Linked DNA regions of Rattus norvegicus: region 1 is linked to region 2. A link is a contact called in public Hi-C data. All regions are on one chromosome and are shown on one strand. The core of a region is the stretch at or near the end of the contact, and the rest is flanking DNA. Distances in the headings are between cores, read along the strand shown.

Evidence for each region. A called contact is a pair of places that touch in the nucleus more often than the background predicts.
Region 1: a contact with region 2 is called in a Hi-C map of the A7r5 cell line, with 5 times the contacts expected there. The contact joins the promoter of Grem2 here to the enhancer-like site in region 2. A contact is called at or near these places in 6 of 12 Hi-C or Micro-C datasets (the A7r5 cell line, the Rat2 cell line, frontal cortex and 2 more).

The regions. Positions count from the first base shown.
Region 1 is chr13:89,401,419-89,408,681 of GRCr8, forward strand. It overlaps Grem2 (gremlin 2, DAN family BMP antagonist), which reads right to left and starts at 2,438. Exons shown (of 2, transcript NM_001105974.1): 1 at 2,194-2,438.
Region 2 is chr13:89,071,190-89,078,575 of GRCr8, forward strand. All of the region lies in intron 4 of Fmn2 (formin 2), which reads left to right. Among named protein-coding and RNA genes, the nearest start is that of Fmn2, 88 kb to the left of the region's middle. Within about 2 kb of position 4,227, at least 3 of the 93 cell types and tissues checked have an H3K27ac peak or open chromatin away from gene starts, as enhancers often do.

The sequences.
Region 1 (7,263 bases), core at 1,188-3,687, 330 kb after region 2:
TAAGTAGTTGGGGGGGGGAATCTAGATCTCTTACTGGTTATTGTAAGATGTAAAGAGAATGAACCTTGGAGTGCCTCTCTCCATGAAAATGATAGCACAAAACAATGAACGATCAAAATACCCTGCGTATGTGTATGTCCACACCTCCTATCCAGATATACACATGTATCTGAGAAGCCACAAATATCTCAGCCTGGGCAAAATGAACGTACCCAGGCTCTCACTTAGTCAATGCAACACTCCCAGCATGCCTTTGGGGTTGAGTGGCAAGGAGAAATGAGTTATAGGAGACTGACAGATGCTCATAACAAAACTATCCAGGCTTGCAGGGTGGCTGGGCGGCACCAGTCTGACGGCCTGCATTTGCTCTAAAGATCCCACTGTGGAAGGAGAGACGTGGCTCCCTAAAGTTTTCCTATTACCTCCTTATATACACCACACACACACACACACACACAGAGAGAGAGAGAGAGAGAGAGAGAGAGAGGCTAACAGTAATTAATAATAATAATAATAATAATAATAATAATAAGCTGTTACAACTACAAATAGACTTAAGTTGGGTCAATGGCATGCAATGACTAGTGAACATTTTGCAATCAGTTTTTCTGGTGTATGCCTAAGGATAAGGCATATTCCTCTACAGTACTAACATGTTCTTCCTTAAACACAGCATTTACTCAGTACATCTATTGCTTGTCAGGACTTTTTAAAAAATGTCCCGTGTGACCACTCACTTTAGTCAAAGGGCAAAAATGTGACATTTTCCTAACTCCATAGTAGAACGACGCATGCATTCTTCCGAGTGACGAAAGAACACGGTCATCTGATCAAAAGAAAATGGGTCAACTTAAACTCTCCATGGCGATATGCAAAGTGAATAGCTTTCTTATAACTTCCTTATCTTGCTTGGCCAGGCACAAGATCTGGGATAAGGGCAGTGCTGAAACTCGGGTACTGCAGAGGCATGAGCCAGCTCTGAACTGTCAATGAATGGGTCACTACCAGCAAATACCAGGAGCTGACTGGGTAGAGCGTTATTCAGATTCTGTATGTCATTACCCACGTGACATCCTGAAGAGATTTCTATATTCACATTCCAGGAAAAGCACGTCTTACAGAGGATGGGGCCTGTGAATATCAGCCCTGAGGACTGTCCAAAACAGGACTAGTCCTTTATCACAGTTACTCAGCCCCTTTGGCTTTTCCGGGAAGATGGAACTGATTAAGCAATGTTAATTTAATCATAAGTAATCAACAGGGGGAAAAATTACATAACCAACTTCAAAATTGTGAATCAAACAAACATGGTGAAATCCCAGGAAAATAGCTATTTTGTCGCGTTCTCCCCACCCCCACCTTTCGCCTCAAAAATAAACACGCAGAAACCTATACCTTTGACCATTAAACAAAACTACAAACTGACATTGCCTGAAAATGTTTATATTTTGTACAAAGTTTTTCAGTTCATAGTTTTAACCATGTAGCCCAGGCTGGCCTGGAACTCACAATTTTCCTGCCTTAGCCTCTTGAGTGCTGGGATCAATTCGTATGCTTTTAACCTAATTTGAGAGAGTTTGGAATCATCCTAACAGGAGTTCTGAAAGATAAATGTATTTTTAATTTATCAATGAAGGTAAGAATATGACAACCGTGTTTTTTAAATTGCTGCCTCGCTTCTTTCCTTTTTTTCTCCTTCAGACACAACCTAAATCCATAGTAATATTTCAGCCATGATATCCACTTTGGCTACATGCTTAGAAAATCAAGACCATGCCCAAGTCTTCTCTGGCTTCCCGACCCTACAGGGAACACATTAACGTATTAGGTAGGCTGACTATATTCAAAGCCTGCTTTCTAAACAATTGCATGATGGGTCATCATTATAATGCAGGTCACCAAAGGGTACTCTTGTGATAGTGTGCAGATACTGGTGTTATTTTATTTAATTAACGATCGCGGTGAAGTTTAAAGATCTGGGCTTTCCACCTCTGCAGAATCCAATAGGTGAATCCACCTGATGGCCCCAGCGACGCGGAAAGCAGTAACTACCCGGGAGAACTCAGGAGGGCATTCACTCCGCGCTTCTCTGCGAACCAGCCCAGCGGACAGACGTGAATCCACCCTGGGTGCCTTGGAAAGGCAGAAGACAGAAACCTGTGCACCTCAGATAGGTCGTGACAAGCCGCATACCTGCAATGACGAGATGGAAGCCTCCTTCTCGGTTCCCTGGTGTGTCTCCCTGTCCCTCTCCTCTGTGTGAATGACACAATCCACAGCGGGGTGTGCGCCGGATCTTCCCGGGCAGCTGCAGCTTGGTTCTGCAGGAGGCCGGGGAAACAGCGAGGTTGTGCAGAGCGAAGGGAGCCTAGGAGAGCGCAGAGGGCGGAGCGCGTCCTGGCCGCGCCTGCAGATGTGGAGGGAGCTGGAGACAGCACTGAGTGCTCTAAGCGCTGCACGGGGATATTATCACAGGCTGGGGTTTCTATTGGCTCAGAACACCAAACAAATCACACCAGTCACCCCCTCCCTCTTAGGCTCCACTCAGCCCTGTGCTTCTAACCCGCAAACACTGCACACACACGCGCGCGCACGCACACACACAGACACATGCGCGCGCGCGCGTACACACACACACACACACACACACACACATACACACACACACACACACACACACACACACGCACTACACTACAGTCACTCTCTGTATTTCTCCCATCCTCCCTACAGACTGTGGATTTACAACCTTGTGGGCAGTCTTAACATTTTGTTTAGCTGACTTCCAATCCAAACCTTGTCATGTAGAGAAATCCAACATCCCCTTTATCCGCAATCCCCGTTCATGCCTTCAGATCATTCTCTTTAGGATGGACTCAAAATGTCAAGACTATAGAAACACACACACACACACAAGCACACATGTGTGTGCACGTGCACATAAAGCCAGGTTCCTTTTGTTTTGAATAACTGGAGTGGGTGAAATTAAAAACAAACTGATCTCATAGCAAAAGATGTTTAACTATTAAAGTCTTGAATGAATTCAGTGCAAAGAATCCAATGTTTAGATTTATTCTCTTTTCCACATAGGGGTTATTATTATCCCTATATTTCCCTAGATTTTGAACACAAAGATTTCTAATAGGAATCCGACTATTCAGCGCCCAGAGAACATAGACCAATGCTTGCACACTTGGCCTGAAGGTGATAGGCTGTGATGTTCACAGGATGCTGGCTTTTTCTCTGAGAGATTTTTGGTCTCCACTGACCTCTTCAGCACTGAACCTCCATGTGTCTGTATTGACAAAGGCACCTGAGTGTAAAATCATCATCTGAATACATGCTCGGAGATAAACCTTTGACTGGGTCAATGAAAAAAAAGGCCTAAGAAAAATCTGAGACCTTCGTTACCAAGCTCGGAAATTTCAAGGAAAATAAGATTTCACCTTACTTTTGAAACAGCCTACTATGGTTTTCATCCCCAACAGGTTTTATTGGTGCTCATGGAAAGATGAAGGACTGTTTTCTTGGCAGAAGCCATTGCTTCTGAAACCACAGAACTCCATTCTGATTTTTTGAATTGACAGTTTCTTTCCCAGAACTAGCCTATTTTTGTTTGCCTTATTAAAACCTGACAGTCTGGCTTCAGCCAACTTTGAACACCTGGGTTCAAAATCATAGAAAATAATGCATTTTAGAAACTTGCTGTCAACAAATATCTTACCTGCTTTCTTTTCACATTTAGACCCATTCCAAGCGTTCAGAACTGTAAAGCTGTTACTCAGAATGGGCCAACCTAGAGTCAGCCAAGACTTCCCGGATTCCCCAGGGGAAGAAAGAGAACAACAAAGCAGTTTGCTGAAGGTAGCACCCAGCATAGCTGGAAAATGGGACGAAGGCCTGTCTTCTGTCTTCTCGGGCTTATCTGCCCACACTATGAGAATCAAAAGGCAGCTGAAGAGTTCATGCAGCAGCTTTTAACCAGTGCTCACCGTTGCCCAAAAGAACTATCGACGGGGACTCAAATGCTCAACCTGATAATCATTGTTTACATGATTTCAGGACTAGTCATATATGTAAATAAGCTATCAGTCGCTGGTTTTAGAGTTGCCTTTTAGACTGGATAAAACGGGGACCACCCACAAATAATATCAAAACAACAACAATAACAACCAGTGAAACAAGTCTTTTTTCCTTCGCTTATTATATACAGGGCTCATTTTAGCTTTTCCCATCATCACAGAGACAGTGTAAGTAGAGTCATGAATAATGGAAAGGCACAGACAGCATGGCTGTATGCTTCCAATTTGGAAGGCCAAAGGAGGACCTTGAGTCCCAGGCATGCATGGGCTACATATCAAACCTTTGCTACCCTCTCTCCCAGTAAAACAGAAGGAGAAAGGGAGGGAGGGAGGGAGGAGAGAAAACGGAAGAAAAAGAAAAGCACAGATAAATCTTAAATATCATTTCAGGTAATAATTCAATGCAGTTAATGAAGAGCAAAACTGGATGATTTAAAGGGCACTTCTTGTGCCTAATCAGTTATGCAATTAGTGGGAAATGAATCATTTGTATATAGTCCTCATTCTTCTGATCCTTTACTGCTTTTAGAAGACGGTTCTTTTTTTTTTCAAAGATAATCCCTATATGCTGCAGTTCATTACGCTTTACTTGTAAATGGCATGGACACCAGTAATAAGAAAACGCTTGTGTCTTGAGAGGAACAATAATGAGAAGGCTGCAGTGCAGATTGATGGCCAGGCTCTCTTGTTTTACATTCTACTCTCCCTTGCCACCCTCTTTACTTCTGCATGCTATTTTTTTTAACAAGAGGCATTCAAAATTGGCATGCATCCAAGAGAGGTGAAAAAGGTAGTGACTGTGTGTACTACAATTTATAAGGGATGCTCAGAGAACCGAGGGTCTCGTCTTAGAGACAGAGGTCATGGCAAAGCAAGAACAGATTTCAAAATGGAAGGGAGATACACCTGCAACTGTACAACGTTTTAAAGGCATTGTCACTTTCATCAATTCTTCGTCTGTGTGTATGTTTGTGCATACAGTGACTATGGCTGCAGTGTGTGTGTGTGTGTGTGTGTGTGTGAGAGAGAGAGAGAGGGAGAGAGAGAGAGAGAGAGAGAGAGAGAGAGAGAGAGAGAGAGAGAGACTGAGTGAACACAAAAGTGTGTGTAGGTCATAATTCAACCTCTAGTGTCATTCCTCAGAAAGTGTTCACCTTGGTATTTTTGGGACAGACCCTCTCAGTAGGAAGGGTCTCATCCAACCTACTAGGATGGCTGGGCAGTGAGACCAAGGGCTCCTCTTGTCTCTGTTACTTCAGCACTGGAATGATTACGAGCATACACCACTACATTTGGTCTGGTCGGTCTGTCTGTCTTTCTTTCTTTCTCTCTCTCTCTCACTCTTTCTTTCTTTCTTTCTTTCTTTCTTTCTTTCTTTTTTTCTCTCTTCCTTTCTTTCTAATAGGGCTTCCGCAGATCAAATTTACACCCTCAAGCTTACACAGCAAGCACTGTTACCACTGAGCCATCTCCCCCAGTCTATTCATCGGTGACTTCTTATTTGGAAACTAAGGGTCTTATGTGCACTATAGGGGGTTGGGGATTTACCTCAGTGGTAGAGCACTTGCCCAGGAAGCACAAGGCCCTGGTTTCGGTCCCCAGCTCCGGAAAAAAGAAAAAAAAAAGAATAGACCTTATGTGCACTATATGTAAATGCTATTTAGACCTGACCTGGTCAGGTTAATGGTATGAAGAATGGGGAAGATCTTAAATGGGCCCCAATCCTTGAGCTCTTTAAGAGAGAAAATCAAAACAACAGTGGTAGACAAAATTCAGACTACGGAAAGGCTTCTTACACTTAATGTTTTCAATAGCTGAAAGGATTCACTGTTGGGATAGTAGAGAATGTGAGATAAGTCATTAACTGGTCAGCAAAAGACATACTGTCCCCTAAAAAGATTGTGAAAGTGTTGCTAGAAGGTCATTCAAGGTAGACAAAGGTTTATTTCAACCTTAAAGTATCTATGAGTTTATTATTGGACTTAAACATAACTAAGGAGTGTGCAATTTTATTGAGTGATATTCACAGTATATCATTAACTCTAAAAAGTTTAGAGTTTATTATCTAAGTAGATGTAGTTATGGGGTAACAATGATTATTGGTGAAAATTTTCCCTTTTTGGACATATTTGTATGTTCTTTGAGGAATATATATAATTATATATATGTATATAGAGATGCATATGTATAATTTGTAATAAGAAGTTAAAAGGTTAAAAATGTTAATGATTTGTGTTCTAAACAAAGATACAAGAGTCCCCCATGACCCGGAAGCTGAAGACAGACCTTCCACTGTCAGTGTGAAACCTTCACATCTTAAAGCTTGTCTGGTTCTATTCAATTATACATTAGATATTTTCTTAATGCTTCTCTTCATCCCCTTTCCATCTCTTTGTTCATCTAAATGGCTTTCTTTTCACCTACTCATTTATTGATAGGTCTGTAAATCGTGACTTACTCCTTTCAGAGTTACAGATACCTTCTTTAGACTGTCATAGATGTTTAAGGATAAAATTGTTAAAATTATTTTGATATGAAGTGCTTTAAAATATTGAACTTACTGGTTAACAGATGTTTATTCATCCATAAGATAAAAATATTTATCTTATAGAACACCATAAATATTTTTGATGATGTTCTGTTTAGACCCATTTCTAAATGAAATATCTATGATTTTATTAAGAATACATATATATATATATATATATATATATATATATATACACACTGATTTTTTCAAGTGCTATTTCTATGGAATAGAATGTATCACTTTTTTGTCACAGTATTCCTGCCCAAATGTGTACAAATGATTTATAAAACTCTTATAGGAAAAATTATAACCCTTCCTATGCTTCAGAATAATCTCCTTGGCCATGAGAGTGCCATCTGTCATGTCTGTGTCACCCCAGCTGAGCAAAGAGCACAGCCCACAGATGAGCTTGGGAAATTAATAGGAAAGGAAATGACCACATATTCATCTGAAGCCCCATCTTTTCCCTTAAGACCCAGGGAGCAGGTGGCCATGGGTTCTTCTGACTCATTAGCCCATGTTTATTAGATGTCAGCAAAGTCTTTACATCGTACTCTTGGCTCTGAGATATGGATAGGGAGAGATAGAATGGGGGAAGTCAGAGCATAAAGCTACCTTTGGTCTAAATGTGCTGTTGTAGTATAAGATGTA
Region 2 (7,386 bases), core at 2,977-5,476:
GGCACACTAGAAATGCATGGTGGCCTCAGCCTGTGGTTATTTAATTAGCTGCAACAATTCATTTATGGTAAACCAAAGAAAGACAGCTAAAATGATGAAAACGGAAGAGTAAATTAGCAATCGCAAACAAATAAACTCTCCCACTGGAGCTGGAGACAGGCACGAGAACGTTTAAGAACATTTGCTGCTCTTTGCAGAGGACCCAGGCTGAGTACTTATGTATTTATTCTTAGACCTATGTAGTCCTTACAGCAGTATTTTAAAATACCTACCGTGTTTTCCTTCTTACTGATGAAATGATATTTGGAGGCATTAAAAGCAACTCCCCTAAAGCTACAAGACCCCTATGATGGGTCTGCATTTCTGTGGATCATTCTCAGGTAATTAGTTTGTACCATCTCACTGCAAAAACACTGGATGAATGAGAGGAGAAGGTCATTGTAAAAGTTATTTCATTATTTTTAAACTATACCTTTTTAAGTGAGCCAGATGTCTATAATAGAGAAAGAGAAGTCTATTATTTCAATTTTGTCTCTAACTTTGGAAGTTTTACTCTAGCTTTGATGTGTTAAATTGTATTTATTAATTTTAATCTGGGAACTTAACATGTTTGTGGATGAAACCCTTTGCAGTTTGCACCTTGGCCACTAGAGGGCAGCTCTGCACCTCTGTAAATTAACAGGACAGCAGGAAAGGGCCACTTCTGGCCAGTTGTGTGTGGGTGACGATCAGAAATGTTTTGCTAGCCCATCCTGTGCTGCTACATTATTCTGCAACTAGAAGATGGAATATTCTGGACTGTTTAGCCAGGGTTCTGTTGCCTTCCTCATGTGTGTTTAGGTGCCTGTCCTCTCCACTGAAACTATACAGAATTTGTTGAAAGAATTTTGAGTGATACTTTGTCCTATAGTTAACAATTCTAAGCATCCCACATCCCTAGAAACAGCACGCCACCACTGAAGCTCTTCTGCAGTGTGAGGATATACATGCCAGTGCTTAAGGAAGAAGGCAATTTTAAAATAGAACATTTCACCTTTAAGAAATACAGTGTGGTACTTAAGCTACAATGTAAAGGTGAAACCCCTTTACACCCTATAGCACAGAAACAGGCGTCAGTCATTCTCTCTAAAAACACTTGCCTTGACTTACAGATTGGTTACCTGGCATGTTTCTCACGCAGTTGGGTTTTAAAAGATTTATTTCTACGTGTGTGTGTGTGTGTGTGTGTGTGTGTGTGTGCACGCGCGCACATAGCTGTGCACACCCATAAGTGTGCAGGCATTGACAGAGACCAGAAGAGGTCATTAGATTTCCTGGAGTCAGAGTTACAGTCACTTGTGTGCTGCCTGAGGTTGGTACTGGGAACTGAACTCCCGACCTCTGAAGGAACAGCATGTTGTTTTAGCCACTGAACCCTGCCTTCCCAATTTTACCTATTGGTTATTTTTGCTTTTGAATTCTAAACAGAATTTTTATTTTGCAACGTTTTCCTAAACATCTTAACTGCTTTCCAATGTAAATATGCAATTTGAATAAAATTATAATTTTTGAGAACTTGGTAAGGTTGAAAATGTCAGCCAATTAATAATTGGGTTCCCACCAGTTAATATTTGTTAAGTATGACTTCAGAAGGTTTGTATTTAGAACCAGTACCAGTGATGAATGAATGACCACCATATAATCATGGTAAGAAAAATGGGTCTAAAGGCGAGGAGAACTAATTCAGAAAGCACGGGATGGTTATCCTTCAGGCCCAACTGAGTTTACAATCATTTTAGGTGCTCAATAAACATGTTAGCAGTTAAATCGTGGGTCTCAGGAGGTGCAGGTAGTTAAGAAGAACAGAAACACAGATCCTCCTTGGCAGAGATGCAGACACAAAGCTGGAGCCCTTGAGAGAGTATTTACCACACCATGTACCAGGGAAGATACAACCTTTCTGGAAAGATCATTTTTGTTTTATGGACACTCCAAGGGGATCAGTGTAGGTATTTTAGCATCAGAAAAAGGAGGAGATACTCATCAGGTTTTCCTTGTTTTGAGACAGAGTCTGACTGGGTACCACTGTCTAGCCTGCAACTCACTATGTAGATCAGGCTGGCCTCAAACCCATAGATAGCCATTTACGGCTGCCTCCCAAATGATTAAAGGTGTATGCTCCCCGGTCTGGTTCTTGGGCATTGGATTTGAAAGCTGAGAAGCAGTGTTTAGGGTGTGGAGAAGGAAATGGATGAGGGCTTAGAGCTGCACTGGAGGTAACAGCTTTGCTCTGTTGAGAATTAGTGTAAAATCAGTGCGTGTTGTGCAACATCTATATGGGAGAAAGGAAACAAAGGCGAGGAAGTTATTCGGCTGGAATAGCAACGAAGGAGAATGCCTTGCTTATGAAAGGATGCCTTCCCCATGGTTAAGCATCTCCGATCTGCTGTGTACTAAGACACTTAGAGGAGACAGGGTAAAAGCATAAAGACTTTTAGAAGGCAATATGACCCCTTCACATAGACATGTCAATTGGTGTTGTCTTTGCTAGGGTCTTGTTTAGGCTGCTATGTTGGTGAGACTACGGGAGTGTAGCTTTGCTGATATTTCTAAGAGATGAATTCTCAAAGCGAATTTCTAGTTTCTCTAGCTTTCGTATCTTTCCGCCCCCTCTTCTGCTAAGGTCGTCAAGCATTAGGTGCAGGAGTTGTGTTATAGACGTGTCGGTGGGTGCTGAGCACCCCAAGTCACCTGTTCCCCACATTTTATTGGTTGTGGTTTCCTATAATGATCTCCATCTGCTGGGAGATGTCTCCTGAATGAGAGGTGAGACCTATACTTATCTGTGAGTGTAAAAGGACAAATATTTAGAATGTAGTTAGGAATGATGCTGGCTTACTAAAATGGGAGTTGCATTTCGATTTTAAACAATAAGAATAGTATAGATTTTAAAAGAACAACAACGGAAAAAGAAGTAGTCATTTCAGTTATAGGACTGTATCTTTTCCAGATATCTACAAACCAACTTAGAAGACACGGTGTGACTGCCAAGGTATTTAATGTATATGGTAGAGTACTGGAGTAATTAAAGAAATGTAAAGTTGTAGAGAGACTGTAAATTTAGAAGAATAGTGTCTTAGGAAGGTAATTTCATAATTGATTCGATTTGCATAAGTGTAGGAAGAGAAGAGCATTGCAGATGGAGAGAACTAGTAGAGACTCAGAACTGGAAGTGAACTTGGCATTAGGGTGACTATTGTCCAGTTGACTTGACAGGCAGCTTAACTTACTCCTCCTATGGAGACTTGACCTCTACTGGTGGCCACTGGCCCAGGGTATGCAACTGGGCAATGATTGAGCCCAGACCCCATTGTTATCTGGATTATAGCTGCAGTCTCCTTATGGGTCCCCTTACTTCCCATCTTGACCTCTTCTAATCTCTTCCTGCACGATGCCCCAGAGTTATCTTTCTGAAAACACAAACTTGTTTACCCCTGATATCTGCTCAGATTTACTCAAGGACTGTTCACTCTGTCTCTAAAAGGTTTCAGGCCTGTGAGTTTGACATTCAGAGTCTCCCTCCTGCCATTGCCCTCTTGGCCTTATCTCTCACTGTCTTTCCTCCAGATTCAGCTTGGTCTAGGGAAAAATAAGTCATTGCCTCAAGACTCTACTACCCTTCATATCTTCCCTTGCCTGTCTCTCGTGGACCCTCAGATGCCCTTTTATAAAATGGACATGCTTGCCCTTACTCCATTTAAATTGTTCCATTTTGACTGCTCCTTACTCACTGTGTGAAAAACCTCATGCTCCAGAGCCCTTCGGAGTCCTCGCACTGTAACTACTGTGCCTAGGCCTTCTGTCTGGAACCATTGGACTTATGTACAGGGATTGAGCCCCATACAGAAGATACTGTCTATACTTTCTTTTGTCTCCTCAGTATCTAACACGGAGTCTGGCAGATTGATGGAGCCCAGAGAACTGTTTGAATGGATCAATATATGTTGACCATGCTGATGAGATGGACCAAAGAGCACGTCTTTGAGCAGTTGTAGAAAATTTACTCACAGAGGATGTGGGCTGTGGGGCTATAGTCTTGAGCACAAATGCCAGTTTTTCTAGAATTAGCTGGAGAACAGTCAGAGGGAAGCAGAAGCAGACCCTGATGAGGATGTTAGGGACAGATTTTAGTCAGTGGCTATGACTACAATAGGGGGAAATTCCACTGTGAACCAAAGTCAACTTTGGATTGCACAGAGACGAATGAGTTTTTTTTAAGGAATGAAGGAGGAGCAAGGAGGAGGGGATGAGAAGAGGCTTGTGGGAGTCCAGGAATGAACACAACAAGGGTTCTTCACTACACTCAAGTTTAGGTTTGTCCTGTCTGCTAGCTGGCAAGGACAGAAGCTGGGACTCCATCCCTGTCTTAGAATTGAAAAGATGGTGCCTTATCTTTAGCTAGCTGCTCCTGAACCAGACAAAAGATTTTGTCAATCTTGGATCTTCTCTCCCAGTCACACTAAGGGAGAATATAGTGGCAGTCTAAGGATGTGGCCTTGAGAAACCTTAGTGTGTAGTCAAATATTTGTAAAACAAGACTGAAGCCTCAGAGGGACCTGGTTCCAGTTTGGACCAGAGACAATCTTTGTTCGACCTTGTCTTACTTTGTTTCCTGATGCTTTAGAAAACTGAAGGTCATGAAATAGGTATTTTGAGGAAGCCAGGTGTTTATTTAGTTCGCCGGGGTGGAGGCTAGAATGCACAAGGGTGTAGCACTTCCATGTCTCCATGTCCTTCTCAGAATACGAAAGCAGGGAGCTGCTGAGGGAAACTGAAACTACCAGCCTAGATTTCTCTTTCATAAAGATTCTAATGCACTGCACTCTAGTGACAACAGCCTGTATTACTTAACCTCCAAAGTATCACCTCCAAGTGTCATCCATAACTTGGAGTATTTTTAAAATTGCCCCGGGGATAACATTTTCCACACACGACTTGTGTGGGTACATATTGTAACCATAACAGACTTAGTGGAACTGCTAATTCAATGTTATCTATTGAAATGAGTATAGCAGGTGTGACTTTCCTCATGGGAAAGTATCTTATTCAATGACTTAGTTTCCTCACCTATAAAATGGGTTTATAGGTCGTTCCTGCCTGAAGGGTTCTAAGGGATTTAAATGCGAGTAGTCAACACTCAGATTGCTAATTGACATCGCAGCAGAGTGATAGTCTCTATTAGTCAATATTGAGGATCAAGCTCGGAGCCTTTTGTACATGCTAAGCCAATGCTGTACCATTGAGCTCCTCATTATCCATGGATTCTGTATTTGTGAACTCACCTACTGGCTAAAGTTGATTGCAGTGTTTACAATTCTGTGGTGTGTTTGCAGGCATTTGCAAACCTGTCCAATGCGGTTAAAAATCTTGTTCTGTGAAGTTCGTACTTTCTTAGGTAAATTTGAGCAAAGAGAAACCTGTAAACAGGTATCTTTTGTGTGGTTTATTAAATGGCCTGCCTTGCATGTTTCTGTGGTATTTCCTTGGTGCTTTCACTGCTTAACATGGCTTTACACTTAGTGTTAAAATGCTGCTGGCATTCCTAAGTGTCAGAAGACCTTGATGGACCTGGTAAAAAGACTACGTGTTAGTCCATCTTTGTTCTAACAAAAGTTAGAGAGTCCTGGGCCAGTGTTAGTATTCAGTGTTAGTGAATCAAAAACAGGTCTTAAATGAAACATCGTTCTTCTGGGACACATGTTTCAAAAAAAGAAAAAGGTACCCATGGATCATGTGACCAGATGTGACCCAAGGCTTGCAGAAATCTGGAATCTAATCTTGTATTTGCACTGCACCTAAGGAACAGTGAGTAGTTCAGCACTGAATAACTGGGGATTTTCAAAGACTTTGCTTAGGATGTGTTTGAAGAACTCAGGTTGGGTATATCTTATTTAATCCTACTACTATCCACTCTGCAGTAGGCCAGATGGGTGATGGGGTGTTAGTCACAGTTTAAAGGAGGATAGGCTTATGTCAGCTTGTGGTTTCAGGCTTTAGTCCATGGTCTCTTGGCTGTGTTGCTTCTAGGCCCAGGCTTGGTGAAACAGAACACAGGGCAACAGTGTACTGTGGAGCAAAGTGGCTCAACTCCAGGTGGACAGGTGACAAAAGCCTCCCAAACCACCTAGGCCTGGGCCCAAGATTGCCTCCAGAAACATGCAGCAGGTGATACACTCTCTCCAGCCAGATGCAGTGTCCTGGTTAGGAGGTCATGCATGGATTAATCCTTTGATGAACTTGGCACCCTCATAATCCATGCCCTCCTCAATAGCCCTATGAATTGGAGACCACACAACCAACAGGTGACCGTTTCAGGAGGAGGAGGGCGATTCATATCTTAACTATGACATAGGCTATGTTCATCATACAGATCATTAAAGACCTTATGAGCCTTGTGAGAAATTAACATGTTCTCAGCGAGCGGAGGTCAAAGTTTCTGACAAGGAAGTAGACTGCCTGGTGAAGGAGGCTGGGATGGACAGTAAAAGACACAGCAGAGCCAGTTAGGCATGCAGTCCTGAGATGCTGTGAGTCTCAGCTGAGGGATTAAATGATGCAGAAGAAATGATAACCAAGGAAGGGGTGTGGGCATGGTTACTGTGCCAGGTGCAGATTAATCTGAGTGACACTGGCATCAACTGGAGACTGATCAGAAATGGAATTGTATTCCTAACCCTAGGGACTCAGATAGCAAGCCAGGGTTGAACAAGTCCCCAGTGATTCTTGGGACTGTTCATCATGAGAGACATTGATCAGCTCTTAAGAGGGATTCAAAGCTCTTAGGACATGCTAGTTGGTTGGAGGTTAAGATACAGTTTAGATTTAAGGCCAATGGCAGGGTATAAAATAGCAGTAAGAGCCAAGCAGATACAGCATCCAAGTAGCAATGGGAAGGAAAGACTGGAAGTAACCAGCAGAGAGGAGAGATGGGTGGACGAGAAAGTGAATTCTTGATTGTGTATTGCAGCTAAGTTACGTAAAGATAAAATCCCGACCGCTGCTCCTACTGAAAAGCAAAACTAAACAATCAGAGCAAAAGCAGAGAAGGTTTTAGGGAAAAGATGAGAAAGTGGAGTTCGACATTGTAGAAGTCGAGAGGGAAAAAGGTTTTATGAAGAACGAGGTGAGTAGGAGTCTTGAGTAGGAGTCATAGCCAGGATGAAGGCCACTGTGTTTGATAACACGGGTGAGCACCAGTAGCATCGGGAGAGCAATTATGTTAGCATGGCAGGGTCTAGGGAACTCTCCATCACCAACTATCAGTCTTAATCTATTGCATTTGATTTTCTCTAGGATTTGCTGCCATTTGACAGCAGTTGAGTGGTAGCGTAAGGGAAATAAGTGCTC